2 separate regions of the Rattus norvegicus genome follow, and region 2 is linked to region 1. Evidence: chromatin contacts called from public Hi-C data. All regions are on one chromosome and are shown on one strand. The core of a region is the stretch at or near the end of the contact, and the rest is flanking DNA. Distances in the headings are between cores, read along the strand shown. Region 1 overlaps Igf1r (insulin-like growth factor 1 receptor). Region 2 overlaps Igf1r (insulin-like growth factor 1 receptor).

The links. A called contact is a pair of places that touch in the nucleus more often than the background predicts.
Region 2: a contact with region 1 is called in a Hi-C map of Schwann cells, with 3 times the contacts expected there. The contact joins two enhancer-like sites. A contact is called at or near these places in 2 of 12 Hi-C or Micro-C datasets (Schwann cells and kidney).

What each region holds. Positions count from the first base shown.
Region 1 is chr1:131,093,439-131,100,020 of GRCr8, reverse strand. The region is part of intron 2 of Igf1r (insulin-like growth factor 1 receptor); the gene reads right to left. Among named protein-coding and RNA genes, the nearest start is that of Igf1r, 140 kb to the right of the region's middle. Within about 2 kb of position 3,135, at least 45 of the 93 cell types and tissues checked have an H3K27ac peak or open chromatin away from gene starts, as enhancers often do. A contact at or near this core is called in Schwann cells, where this site is marked.
Region 2 is chr1:131,139,251-131,145,832 of GRCr8, reverse strand. The region is part of intron 2 of Igf1r (insulin-like growth factor 1 receptor); the gene reads right to left. Among named protein-coding and RNA genes, the nearest start is that of Pgpep1l, 140 kb to the left of the region's middle. Within about 2 kb of position 3,217, at least 85 of the 93 cell types and tissues checked have an H3K27ac peak or open chromatin away from gene starts, as enhancers often do. A contact at or near this core is called in Schwann cells, where this site is marked.

The DNA.
Region 1 (6,582 bases), core at 1,886-4,385:
TTCGACTCTATCTGGGCCTTCTGTTTCTTTCTGTAGTCCTCACATAGCCTCAGAGAGCTGGCGCATGAAACAACATTCAGAAATAGAAGACTCCCTTGCAAAATCAAACAGCATTGGCCCAGCTGCCCATGTATGACATTCTAGAGCTGCAGTGAGAGAGGGTTTGTAAGATTCCTGCACATAAGCAATCATGTAATGGATGTGTGCACCAGGCTGCTTCTTTCCTTACTGTACTTACAGCCCTGCCAATGATTAAACACAAGCACTGCCTGGTTAGTCCGTGGCTGTAGAATATAAATATGTTTCTGGGGCTCGAACATTTTAAATTACCTTCAAGTCACTGAATCGGGCTTAAAAAAAAAGAAAAGAAAAGAAAGAAAGAAAAAAACCTCAAAAGAACCCAAAACAGCAGGAAGCCACTTTTTCATTGTGTTTCAAGTCAGCTACAATTAAAATATCATTAGCTCAGTGACAAGCTAAAATGCAAACAAACAATTACCGACAGAACGTTACATATTACATTTACTTCTCGTTTTCATTAGTACAATTCCTATCTGGGAAAACATAAGGAGCCATGGGGAGGCAAAGTAAGATAGAGGAGGCAGGACGCTAAAGGGGTTGAACAACTCAAGAAGGAGTGCTAACAGGAAGGGGAGAAGATGATGTAAAAAAAAAGAAAAAAAAAGGAGGAGGGCAGGGCTAACTGTTATCCGTGTCTCCCCTTTGTAGCTCATATCCAGGTGATGGACAGGGTTCTAGTGTCTCAACCATGGAACTCCTGGCACCTGATGTCCACTTAAAAGCAACAGTGAAAGCCTTCTGCCCTTTCTGAGTGAAAATGCCAGAAGTGGTTTACCAAGAGACAGCCTAGGATCAGGATGCAACGGTGCCAGGATGCCACAGAATGGACAGAGCCCATCGCATACACGCACACACAGATGTCCGAAGCTCTTTAACAAAACCCATTTTCATGTGCAAAAGAGTTCCTGGGCTTCAGGTTTCATAATAGTGCCTTGTATCACGCATTATTAATTAGCGAAGATCTGTCAATAACGGTTGAGAAGAAAGGCTTGCATTTATTGAACTGAGACATGCATCTCAATTATTTGGAAGAATCAACTCGGGGGGAGGGGAGAACCCAAAAGCTTGTTTCCATGATGCAAAGCAAATACAATACATACGCACATGTTTGCACACCCTGATGTGCAACTGGATGGTGACTGAGGTGTGAGCTCAGTGACTTCCACGGAGCGAGGTCTGGAGTGTGTGTGCTGCTTGTTCCACACCCACGAAGCTGTTGTTGGTCCCAATGTTTTTGAAACCCTCCCTGCTCTCTTGATATCACCCCCGAACCAACTGCTCTTCAGTCCTCCGTCCCCTCTCCCACCCTACAGTGAGCTGACCCCGGCTGAGAACCCAACCACTGGGCACAGGGTCTTCTCCTTCAACCCAGCTTCCATTCTGCATGTTTCATTTCTTCTCCTTGTATGGCAGTGTTCTACCGCAAGACCTCGAATGCCCAACAGAATTCTGGGCAAAAAAAGGGCAACGCTAAAAGCATCACCTGACTTCAGAGTACACTGCAAAGGTGGAGCCAGGAGGATAGAGAGTTTAAGGCCAGCCAAGGCTGCATGAGACACAGTCTCAAAAACAATAGCAAAAAAGCCCCAAAACAAAATTTTACAAGTGCATGTTTGTTGCAATGCTACAGTTACCTAAAGAGTATGGTACTGACAGAAAAACAGACACCTAAACTGGATACGGAATAAAAAGAGAAAAAAAAAATCAACATACTTTCACTCAACCAGTATTTGATAAAAGACCTTACAATGAGAGAGAGAGAGAGAGAGAGAGAGAGTGTGTGTGTGTGTGTGTGTGTATGTATGTATGTATGTATGTATGTATGTATGTATGTATATAAAATGATACTTGGAAAAGAGGGTATCCATGTGCAAAAGAATGACATTATAGCCCTTGTACTACACACACACACACACACACACACACACACACACACACACACACACACACTTATGACCAAGAAACTATAGGGGAAGTATTCATGATCTTGCTCTATCTCCTGTCTGGTCTCTGATCTGGGGCCGACAGCTGTAAGAATAGGGTTAGAACTTTGTATTAGAATCACCAGCCACATCCTGCTGTCAACTCACTCCAGCTACTCTAGTCCAGATGTTCACTCTAGGTTATAGGAAGCATGGGCTGGAGAGATAGCTCTTCCAGAGGTCCTGAGTTCAATTTCCAGCAGCCACATGCAGCAGCAGCCGCTGCCACTGTCTTCCTCCCAAGTTCTATCCACAGCAGCAAGGCAGAGTTCGTACACACTGTATGCCTCACTCACATCATCCAGAAAGATAAACTGGCCAGGAAGATACATGAGATGCAGCTATCAAGCTGACATAGCATTCCCTCCCAGACAACCTACACCTGTAGTGAGATGGCTCACAACCACCCTGCCATGTACCTCAGCTTTCCCTGCAAGAAAACCTAAGAACAACTCAGAACAACTACAGTATTAAGGGTTTGGAAAGGTCCTGTCTGTGATAATGGGACCCCGCGCATGAGTTAAAACCATGGTTACTAGGAAAAGTGACTACGCTGAGTGTCTACCCTTTGCATGGTGCTTCAGTTCACCACCAAGTGTGTTAATGCAGCATCAGAGCATGGGCAGAAAAGGCAACGTGCGTAGTCAGTCCATTAACATCTGGATGTTCTCTGTCTGCGGCAACCAGCTGGTAGATGCCCTAAAACACAGTCTTTTTGCTAGCAATGGAGCTCAGAGAGGTTCGTGGGACTTAAAAGTTGAGGATACCCAGGGTCACTTCTTGTACTATTATTTGGTATCTGACTTACATAACAGAGTCCTTAACTTTTGTGACAGACAGACAGACAGACACAGAGAGAGAGAGAGAGAGAGAGAGAGAGAGAGAGAGAGAGAGGGAGAGAGAGAGAGAGAGAGAGAGGGAGGGACAGAGGGAGGGAGAGAGGGAGAGAGGGAGAGAGAGTGTGTGAGAGTGTGTGTTGTGGTAATAATGCCTCATAGAGAATGTGCTTTCCCAAACATGCGGTCATGGACACAAACCAGACACCAGTGCCTGAGGGTGGCAGAGATGGCCAGCAGATCTGTACTGTGAATGGAAGTGGTATGTCTCCACACCCAGGATGGTCATCAAGGAATGGTCCCTTCTGACCTCACAGTGCTCTTTGTGAGGAAATGCAGCCCAGTGTTGAGCCCACTCGAAGGCTGCCCCTTTCTACTGGTGTTTGTTTTGACAGAGGGTCACTTATGCTCAGGACAATGGCCGGTCTCTTTGTTCGTCCCCTAGCAGGAAGCAATGGTGGGGAGAGGACCAGCCCTTGTCACACACTTTCCAATTCAGATTTTAGTGGCCACAAGAATGGGGCCTTAAATGCCACAGATAAAGAAATGTCAGTGCAGGAGATGGAAGCATGCCAGGACACAGGGTAAGAAGGCACATTTAGATCTGCGAAGGCCTCAGGGGATAGCACCTTGCCAAAAAGACTCCACTCCAGTGGCTCCCAAAGGTCTGAAGGCTGGGTAAAGAGACTGCGTGGCTTCTCCTCTTCGATAGCAGAGGGAAGGAGGAGTAACCAAGATCCCCCAAGGTGACAAGGCCTCTCCCCTTCTTAATCAACCTTTCCTAATATTTCACCCAAATAAACTGAGCAAACGCTCAAAAACACAAGCTTTAGTGTTTGAACTTACTGAAGTCCAGGAGGAGGGGGGCTCAGGGGGAGGCTAATCTGAATTGTCAAATAAACAAGTCATTTCCTTTAAAACAAAAGCCTGGACTGGATGGCAGAGAGTGAATGAATTGTATTACCCAACGGCTGGTGTAATGCAAGCCCTCTCCTCCCCCTTCTGGGCCTCATTCATAAAAAGCCCAAGCAGCTGTAGGGACTGGGACTGGGTTTGTGTCCGTATTTTCCAAGACAGATCGAAAACAACCGAAACAAAGAGAAGTGCTCAGACACCAGCTCGGCCTCTGCGTCCTCTGGGAAGTTTGCAGGGCCCTCTAGGGCAGCTGGTCTCTTAGTCAAGCCAGGCACAGGCTACTAGGACATTTCTCAGAGCTGCTTGCCTGCCTGGGTGGTTCTAACACTAACCCCAACACCCACTGTGTTATTAAAGGAACTCCTATCTGCTGGTACACCTTCCATTTTTTTCCTTTCCTGCCATTTTATTAAAAAGTTCTTAGTAAAACAGGGGCTGCCAGCTTATTACAGGTTGCCAAAGTGCATTGAAGGAGGCAATATATTTCCCAGAAGATGCATTTTTTAAATAGTGGCTGTTTTTATGTTGATATCACTTCATCTAAACCTTCTGTAGGCTGTAAAAAATCTGAGAAGCTAAAGAGCTATCTCAATTCTTAATATATATGTTTTTCCTAATGGCAATCACCATGTTCCCTCAGGACTACAGATCCATCCCCAAACCTAGGCCTATTTAAATGGCTACCCTCATAGCCTGGCTTTTGCCTTCTCCACAACCCAGGGAGGCTATTTTTTTTGTTTGTTTGTTTGTTTTTGACTGGGAAGTACCAAGTTCTAAGGACAGTCAGGAATCCCCATAGTTAATGGGACTATCAATTAATTAAACTCAGTATACTTACTGTCCAACCTTGAAATAGGCCCAAATACAAATGGTGGTTTTCTGGATTAGTATTAATGGGGAAAGCATGCTACATTTCCAGAACAGGGTACCCATCTTGCCCCACAGTGCTGGGACCAAGCACGCATATCTCCCAGAGCACGGAGATTAGCTCCCCAGCCTCATGCTTCTATCCAAGACTGAAGGCCCAAGCGACATGAAAGTAATCAGGAGATATCAAATAGATCTTGTAGAATACATGTCTGTGATTAAATTGCAATAATTCTATAACTTCTTCAAAGGCAAAAATATCAAGATAGCAAGCTGAGAAAAAAAAATAAACAAGTCTGACAGGAATTATGCCAAGCTTTATGAGGAACTAGACCAGAGCCTGAAGCAGTTTGGAGTTTTGTTTTGAAACTTGTCTTAGACTTGCTGGCTGTCCTTTAAGAGCGCTCCTGGAGACCTGTGGACTCTGTGGCCATGAACATGAACTTTCTAGGTAAAGGAAACAGGTACCTATGACGTTGTCCACGAATTACTCTTTGGATTCGGGGTCAGAGAATTCTAAAGCACAAATAACCTGACCCCCTGGTTAAAATCCTGTATTAACCATCAACACGTTTCTTAAACAGTGGAAACGTGGCCACAGTTACCTGAAGATATAAAAACTTCCCGCAGGAACAGAAAGTAACATTCAAAGTCTACTCCCCCTGGGCTATTGAGGGGCAATTCTACATGTTAGTACAGTCCGCATCTGGGCTCTGGCCCCTTCTCCCAATTCTTGGAACTACCATCCTGGCCTAAGACTTATTTCTGCCCTACTGGAGGGCCTCAGCCTCCTTCCAGAAACTTCCTGAGATCAACAGTCTTCTTGTCCAGTGAACACACAATACGGCTCAGAACCTACTATCTTCTTCTCTTCAGCGCCCAAGGCAATCCACCGTCTCAGGGCTCCCTCTGTGACTCTCGGGACACAGGCTTTTTAGCATCTCCCTTTCCCACGCCTCCTGTGAAGGTCCTTTGTCCCCTTTCTGAAGTCTCTACCTAAACAGACACCGGACACTCTCTAAACATCACACATACAAGAGCAGCTCGCCTCCTGCCACGTACCCCACTGTGTCACTGGCACTGGAGCAGGGCTTGGCACAGACAGGTGCTCAATAAATATTTGTGGAGTGAGGGAGGGAGCGAGCCCACTAGATTTTCTCACCTTAAGGCTCTTCCCCACATCGGAGGGCAAAGGACTTGGAGAATAACCACTGCTGAGCCCACCAGGTTCCAACGGATATATCCAAACCCACTCACACACTCCTGGTTAAATTGAGTGGGAAAAGCGAGAGGGAGAGGGGAGGAAAGAGGAGGGGAAGAAACAGAAGGGGAGGGGGACCAGAGAGGACAGCAGGGGAGGGGAGGGGAGGGGAGGGGAGGGGAGGGGAGGGGAGGGGAGGGGAGGGGAGGGGAAGAGATGAATGAGAGAGGGGAAGGAAAACGCTGATAAGATGAGAAGCCCAGAGACAACCCGGTGAGAGTAGTCCGAATGCAAAACATTGTCAAGGAACAAAGTTACTAACAGCTACATTTTGAAAGATCTCTAAGAACTCAACTGGAAGTCCCCACCCCACCCCTAAAAGCTGCTTCTATTTACTTTTGCTCCTAGCACTCCTCTGTTTATTCGTTTGTTTTGGTAACTGTTTTCGTGGGTCTGGCTTTGTTGTCTCTGACCCTCCTCCAGTGGCTGGGTTAGTACAAGAGAGTATTCAGTCTATATATTTGTCAAGAGTCATACTGTACGCACAGATGCTCTTTCAACTATTATGAGCGAGATGTGGAAGAGGGGCCTGGAGGGACTGTGATATTCCAGGTGACAGGCACCTAGTTACCCAGCAGGTTTTCTATCCTGTGGGTAGAGCCCAGGGCCTACCACATGCTAGGCAAGTGCTTCAACACTG
Region 2 (6,582 bases), core at 1,968-4,467, 46 kb before region 1:
CATTGGATTCTGCCCATTATGCATTCACTCTGTGGCCACACCCTGCAGCTTTCACCAGCCCTTCACCAGGGACGGGCCTGCATGCAAAAACACCAGCTTGAGAAGACCAGGAAGTGTCATGCATTCTCTGGTCAGAACTTCAAACCAATAACCCCAGAGGTAAAAGCAAAAACTCCTGACTCTGCCCTCTGGTGGCTTGCACTTGTCTCTGTGATCTGCTTCCCACAGGTTAGGGCTTCGGGAACCTGAACCAAAAGCTTTCACAAAATCATTGATGAAATACTAGCTCTTGAGCTTAGCATGTTAAGTGAAAAGCTGATTTCTGATTTATCAAAGGCTTACCAAATAGGGAAGGGGAAAGGAGCAGTAATCAGATCCCTGATTTACATAATTCTCAGCCATTCTTTTGGCAGACCTCTACAGCTACTAACATCTCCATCTATGGATGACAAAAAGACAACACTTACAATAACTCTCCCCCCTTCCCGGGTGCCTGTCAGGTATAAACTTGAAGCCAGGCACAGTTAATCCTTACAACTCCCCAAGGAAGAGGTATTATCACTTTTGCTCCAGATTAAGAAAGAAGGGTCAGACCTGAATTCCAGGCATCAAAACTATGCTGAGAGGGAATAGAGACAGACAGATTTCGTTCACTCTGGCCTGGGGCACAGAGAAAACCTCTACCTTCTGTGGGAAGAAAACCATGGGATCACAGAAGGACACACAGTAAGAAGGACACCACTGTGCCTTAAGCAGTGGCAGGTCTGATAAGGACAAAGGTACTACTGAAACAGAAAGTGGAGGGGTCAGCTTGAGGAAGTCGTTCTAGAAAGCGGGCCAGCCTGGCATCGAAGAGCCCATTCCAGCACTGGGGAGGAACAACAGATCCTCATCACAGGAGCCAGGTAGCACAGTGGTAGGTCTACACAGGCAGAGGCAGGGTGAAATCAGGTCAGGAAGAACTGAGAGCCAGGCCGGGGCCACTGCTCTGCCATGCTTATGAAAGCCAGGGGATTAAGTCAAGATTTCACTCGTGATTCAAAACTCATCTGAAGACATGGTGGAGGAGCACAGCGAGGCCTCGTCACCCCTCCCCCAGCTCTGCATGCACAACTGAGGAATCCACTTGGCACCCTGGCACTCTCCTACAGGAAAACATACTTTGGTTATCCAGACGTGACTTCCTGGCACTCGGAAGCTGTTGGCATGGAAAAATTAACAGGCTGACTTGGCCAGGAAGGAGTGGGCAACACAAATAACCAGGAAAAGATGAGCCCTGAGTAAGCGGGAGGCTTGACTGAAGGGTCACAGAACAGAAGGAGGGGCAAGATGATCTGTCGGGAGTCCCAGGCTCTGTGGTGGGTCCAGGCTGGTACCGAGACTACTGCATGGCAAAGGTCACTGAGCCCTCACAGCCATGCACAGATATCACTGCTTTCCTTTCAGGCAGCGGACAAGGAGGCTAACAGAGGTGAGCTTACTTGGCCTGGACGAGACAGCTAATAAGGGACGGGAGCTGGCGCACACACCATTACGACATACTTCATTACGGTGTCTTTCTGCCTTCAATCCCTTGCCGAGTTTGTAACTTCATAAGGTGGGGGAATGATGCCAGGAACTTTGTAGCCCTGAGGCAGAACTCTGCCCCAGCTCTGGCCTTCGTAACTTCCTCTTACTACACGCTGCACAGCTACCTCTCCTCTCAAATCCTGAGGACGGCTCAGTATACTCTACCCATAACTGTGTGTTACACACTAATTTGATCATTTGAGATCCCAGTCAGGCTTTCATAACTGGAAACTGGAGTCTTTCACAAACGCACACAGGTAGTGGAAGCTACTCCTGGGAATCCAATCCTGGCCAGGACATACTAGGCCCACCCACATTTCTTCCTGCAACCGCCTTCCCTTTCAGCATGTTCCCTAAGGTCCTCAAGGGTTCCACAACTTTGCAGGGTGTGAGACCAGAGGAGCCCAGAGGTCTGAGGCCTCCTCTGTTGAGGTTACAATTCCTACAACCGTAAATCTTGTAAAGCATGTCCACAAGGTCCTTCAGCTTCTCACCAGAACTTCCAAACCATGTCTTTCGGCTTAATTTCCTACTAAATATCTACAACAAATTTCCATACGTTAGTTTTTCTGCTCGTGAAAGGGGGAAAAAAGCCAGGCAAGATCAGATGTCCTCTGCAACACTAGCTTCTAGAAAAGAGCGTTTTTGAATGGGATGCCACGTGCTGTGTTTTGCCATATTGCCTGCGCTTCCTGCTTGGAGCCAGAGTAACAGAACCTTGGGCACTGGAACTGTTCCGCGCCACGCAAATTCCACCCCACATCTTTCAGGCAACCCTGTCGCAAATAATTCATGTCCACTACGCCCCTACCACACAGAATACAACTACATTGTGCTGCTAGAAATGGGAAACCTGATTCAGATCAGAGAAGGTAGAAAAAAACATTTAGTTCAACACAATACTGCCTTTATGGAAAGGGGCGTGCGCCGGGTGGTGGTGTAAATCCCAAACCTGTGAGTGGGGATAGATTTCAAGACGAATTTTGGAAGAAAATGCAGAATCAAAATAACATTTAGCTTGACTCAAACCACCAATAATAATAACAACAACAAAAGCCCAGCCAGTCCTTCTAGAGCGGCGCCTGTTTAGGTTGCATGGTGCTCCAGCCAGCCCGTTCTCCTGGGAAATGGTGCTGCTGCTACAGCATGACTTGCTTTGCTTGCAGCAATAAAAGGAAAACAAGCTTGCACGACCCAATAGATTCCTTCAGTTTGTGCCTAGCAGCGGGAAGAAAAGAAAAGAAAAGCATGAAAAAGGGTCCTGGGGCAAGGGGAATGGAGGACAGGATCCTAGAGAACAGCACTACCCTGCAGGATTTTTGTAAACAGCAGCCTGTAATGGCCACGGTTAGAGAAAGAAAAACAGACATGGAGGGAAGCGTGTTTACAACTGCAGCAAGGGCGGGAGGCGGAGGGAGGGATTCCCCGGCTCTGCGCTCGGCCCTCTCGGCTCCGGTGGGGCCCCGGGGTTGGGCTGGGCTTCAGCTCCCAACCCCAATCCGTGCTTTCTTGGGGGGCCCCCATCTTGTTTATGGGAAGGTTACTCCTCCTCGGCTCTGGTGATCGCGTCCCTAATACTCCAGCTGCATCCTTGCGGGATGCCCACTTGACTGACAAGTCCTCCAGCCAATCACTGCCTGGGCCCTTTGGAAAGGTGGAATTTCCCAACAAACCGATTGGCTGAGAGGGAGGGCGGGCCCTGGTGATTGGCGTGTTATTCCGAGTAGAAAGTAGTAAACAACCTTGGTCCAGGGGCGGTGGGGAGGGCGCGCGATGCCAGCTCCCTCTGGCAGGCAGGGCGGGGTGGGGAAGCACCCGAGACAAAAGGAACCTCGGCTGCCGCAGCAGGGAGGGCAAGAAGGGGGTGCCCTCAAAAGTCAGCACCTGGAGGCGTCATTTGGAGCCCCCGCGCCAGAACTGCTGACTTTCAGCGACACATCGTTTTTTTGTTCTGTGTAGAACCTCAAAGGTTTTGTTTTCATCGTTTTCTCTTCTTCATGTAGGGCTGAAAAACTCTCCAAAGGAATGATAACCGATTTAGTCCCTTTTGTCCAGAAGCCCCCTTCTCACTGTCGAATAAAATTTTAAATTTGTCTTTTATGAAGTTGCTTTAAACCACACACTAAAATTGTTGCAGTACACAATACGCCATTAATGGCATGCTGGTGTACTAGACACCCAGCTACATCTTTTGATAGCAAGTTTTAGGAGCTCTGAGCCTATTCAGAGCGGTTGGGAATGGAGAACATACACAAAAAGAAACAAGACATGATGGTGTTGGGACCACCTGGTAAGAAATAAGCGGTTAACTTGCCCTGTTCATATTTCTGCCAGTCTCGCTTGAATCTCCCATTCCCTCATTCCAGCCTCACCATCCTTACAGGACCCCAGGCGGAGGAAACCATCTGCTCCTAGGATGGGGGCTTTGCTTACTCTGGCACATAATCGTGCTCAGAAGTCTACACAAGTCGCTATCCGGAGCAAGTCCCCTCAATGCAAAAGGGAACTAGGAGGCCAGCCAATCCGGCTCTCCACTTCTGATGCTTGTTGATGCTATACACTTTAACATGCGGAGACCATGTTGCCATTTTCCATGCTCAAGACATCGATAACTGGTACCTTGTAGGAGGTAACTTGGTGCAAACTGGCCACCTGGCATTATCCTTTGCTGCCCTAGTTGGTGTTCTCCCTCAGCCTGTCTTCTATGGGGCATGCCACAAGCAGCCCCCATAAATGCTCACCCCACACCACCTTTGCTGTATAAAACATGGATTTAGGCTTTCCTTGGTCCTTGCAGCCTGGCATCAGACCCTAAACCAGTAGCTTTTTGCTTTGTAGGCACCCTCCCTCCAGACACTTTGTTCTGTTCCCAGGTCCCTGCCCAGACCACACACATCCTTTTACTCAACGTTGGTTTTTATGCTTTCTAGACGTTACCCATGCCTGCCCAGGAGAGGCCACTGTTCTCCACTGTTCTCCCTGGCCCAGCTACCCCACTTCTTGCAGAAGAATGAAAATTTTTTTCCTAGCACTAAGTCTCTGATAGGGTTTTTAATGCTGTATGTAGACTCCGCTCCTAGGACTGCCTACCGTCATTAAGACCCTGAACTTCCTGAGGCCTGGGATGGTATTATCTTCTGATTTGGGTCTTCAGTGGAGATGGGCTCATACTAAGTGCCTACTGCAAACTTGCCAAATGTTTCTAGGACTCCTCCCTTACATCCTGAGCATGCCTGCCCCTGAAAGTTTTTCGGCGGTTTCTTACACACATGCAATCAATGTGTTTTCTCTGCCAGGTCAACAACTCTGTTTTCTCTACTTGGCAAATTTCCACTCTGCCTAAAATCACTTCCTCTCTTGGCATACCTTTCACAAGCTCCAACCAACTATGCTGTGCACCAAAAGCAGAGAGGTCTCTTTCCATATTTGTTTCTCTGACCAGCATTAGCTACAAAGCCAGAACTAGCATTTGGTTTGTTGGTAAAGGAAGAGGTGAAAAGCAAAATTTCAAAGTGGTGTCACCCATATGTCTACAAAATCAACACATTCCCACTCTGTAGGGGTGGAGCAGCACCATGTTCTTTGTGTGTCTCTGATGGTCTCTCCCTGCTTTCCAGCTGAAGGCCTCCTCTGTCTCTGAGGCTGACTCTTACTCACCCTTCATCCTGGCAACTGTGCACATCCCTGATTCGTTTTCATCACGACCCTGAACTATCATCTCCTTTTCTATCTGACCATTTACTGACTTGCTCAGTCTATTCCGTCCCCCATATAGCAATATCCAGTGTTCTGAGAATTGTGGGGTTCCAAAGCCAGGGCTCACAGTCTCTGCATATACCCTAGTGTGAGATTCGTCACCGTTCCTTTGATCCTTCGTACTTCTAAACCTTTAATGGTGGGAAAAGGTAAACTTATAAAGATTGGTACCCGATTTTGCCTTAAAATTACAGATACTTGCTTGTGAATAGAATTTGTTCTGGCACAGGTTAATACATCACATGGTTTAAAACCAAAACTAACAAAATATTTAAAATATATAGTATATTAATTACTCCCCACAGTGTTGGGAACAAATAACCAATAAAAACAATGTAAAGCCTGGAGGGAGTGTTTTGGCTGAAAGCCCATCATAGTGAGGCAAACATGGTGGCCTGATCGTCAGGGTGCTGATCACCACACTGCTTCTAAGGACAGGGATTGGTGCTGTCCAAGTCTTAGTCTTCCTGCCTAAGTTAACCTAGTTAAGACAGTCCTTTATAGGAATGCCCAGAGGCTTGTCTTTTTGGTGATTACAGACCCTATCAAGCATCATAAATAATAACACTGGGGCTGGAGAGATGGCTCAGTGGTTAAGAGCACTGACTGCTCTTCCAGAGGTCCTGAGTTCAAATCCCAGCAACCACATGGTGGCTCACAACCATCTGTAATGGGATCTGATGCTCTTTTCTAGTGTGTCTGAAGAAAGTGACAGTGCACTCATATAAATAAAATAAATAATTAAAAAAAAAAGGTGTGGGAGAGGGTTGGGGATTTAGCTCAGTGGTAGAGCGCTTGCCTAGCAAGTGCAAGGCCTTGAGTTCAGTACCTAGCTCCGAAAAAAAAAAAAAAAAAAGAAAAAAAAAAGGTGTGGGCTAGTATTACCCAGTTAATTTAAAAATAAAAAATAAAAGATAAATAATAATACCAGATAAAATAAAAGATAAATAATACACTCATTTGGCTTTCAGTAAGTAGGCCATTTTTTTCCTTTGTTACTTAATGTATTCTAGATCTGTCTATGTTTACAAACGAAATGTCTTCTCTACTAACAAATAGGATTTCAAATTAAAAAGCTGAACAGCAAAGGAGACAATGGAGAGACAATCTGTTAGCTTTTCATCTGACAAGGGATTAATACACTGAATATATAAAGAACAAAATTTAAATGTCAAAAGAACAAATAATCAAACCAATAAATGGGCAAATTAATCAAATGGACAGTTTTCAAAAGAAGCACAAAAGACCAATACATAC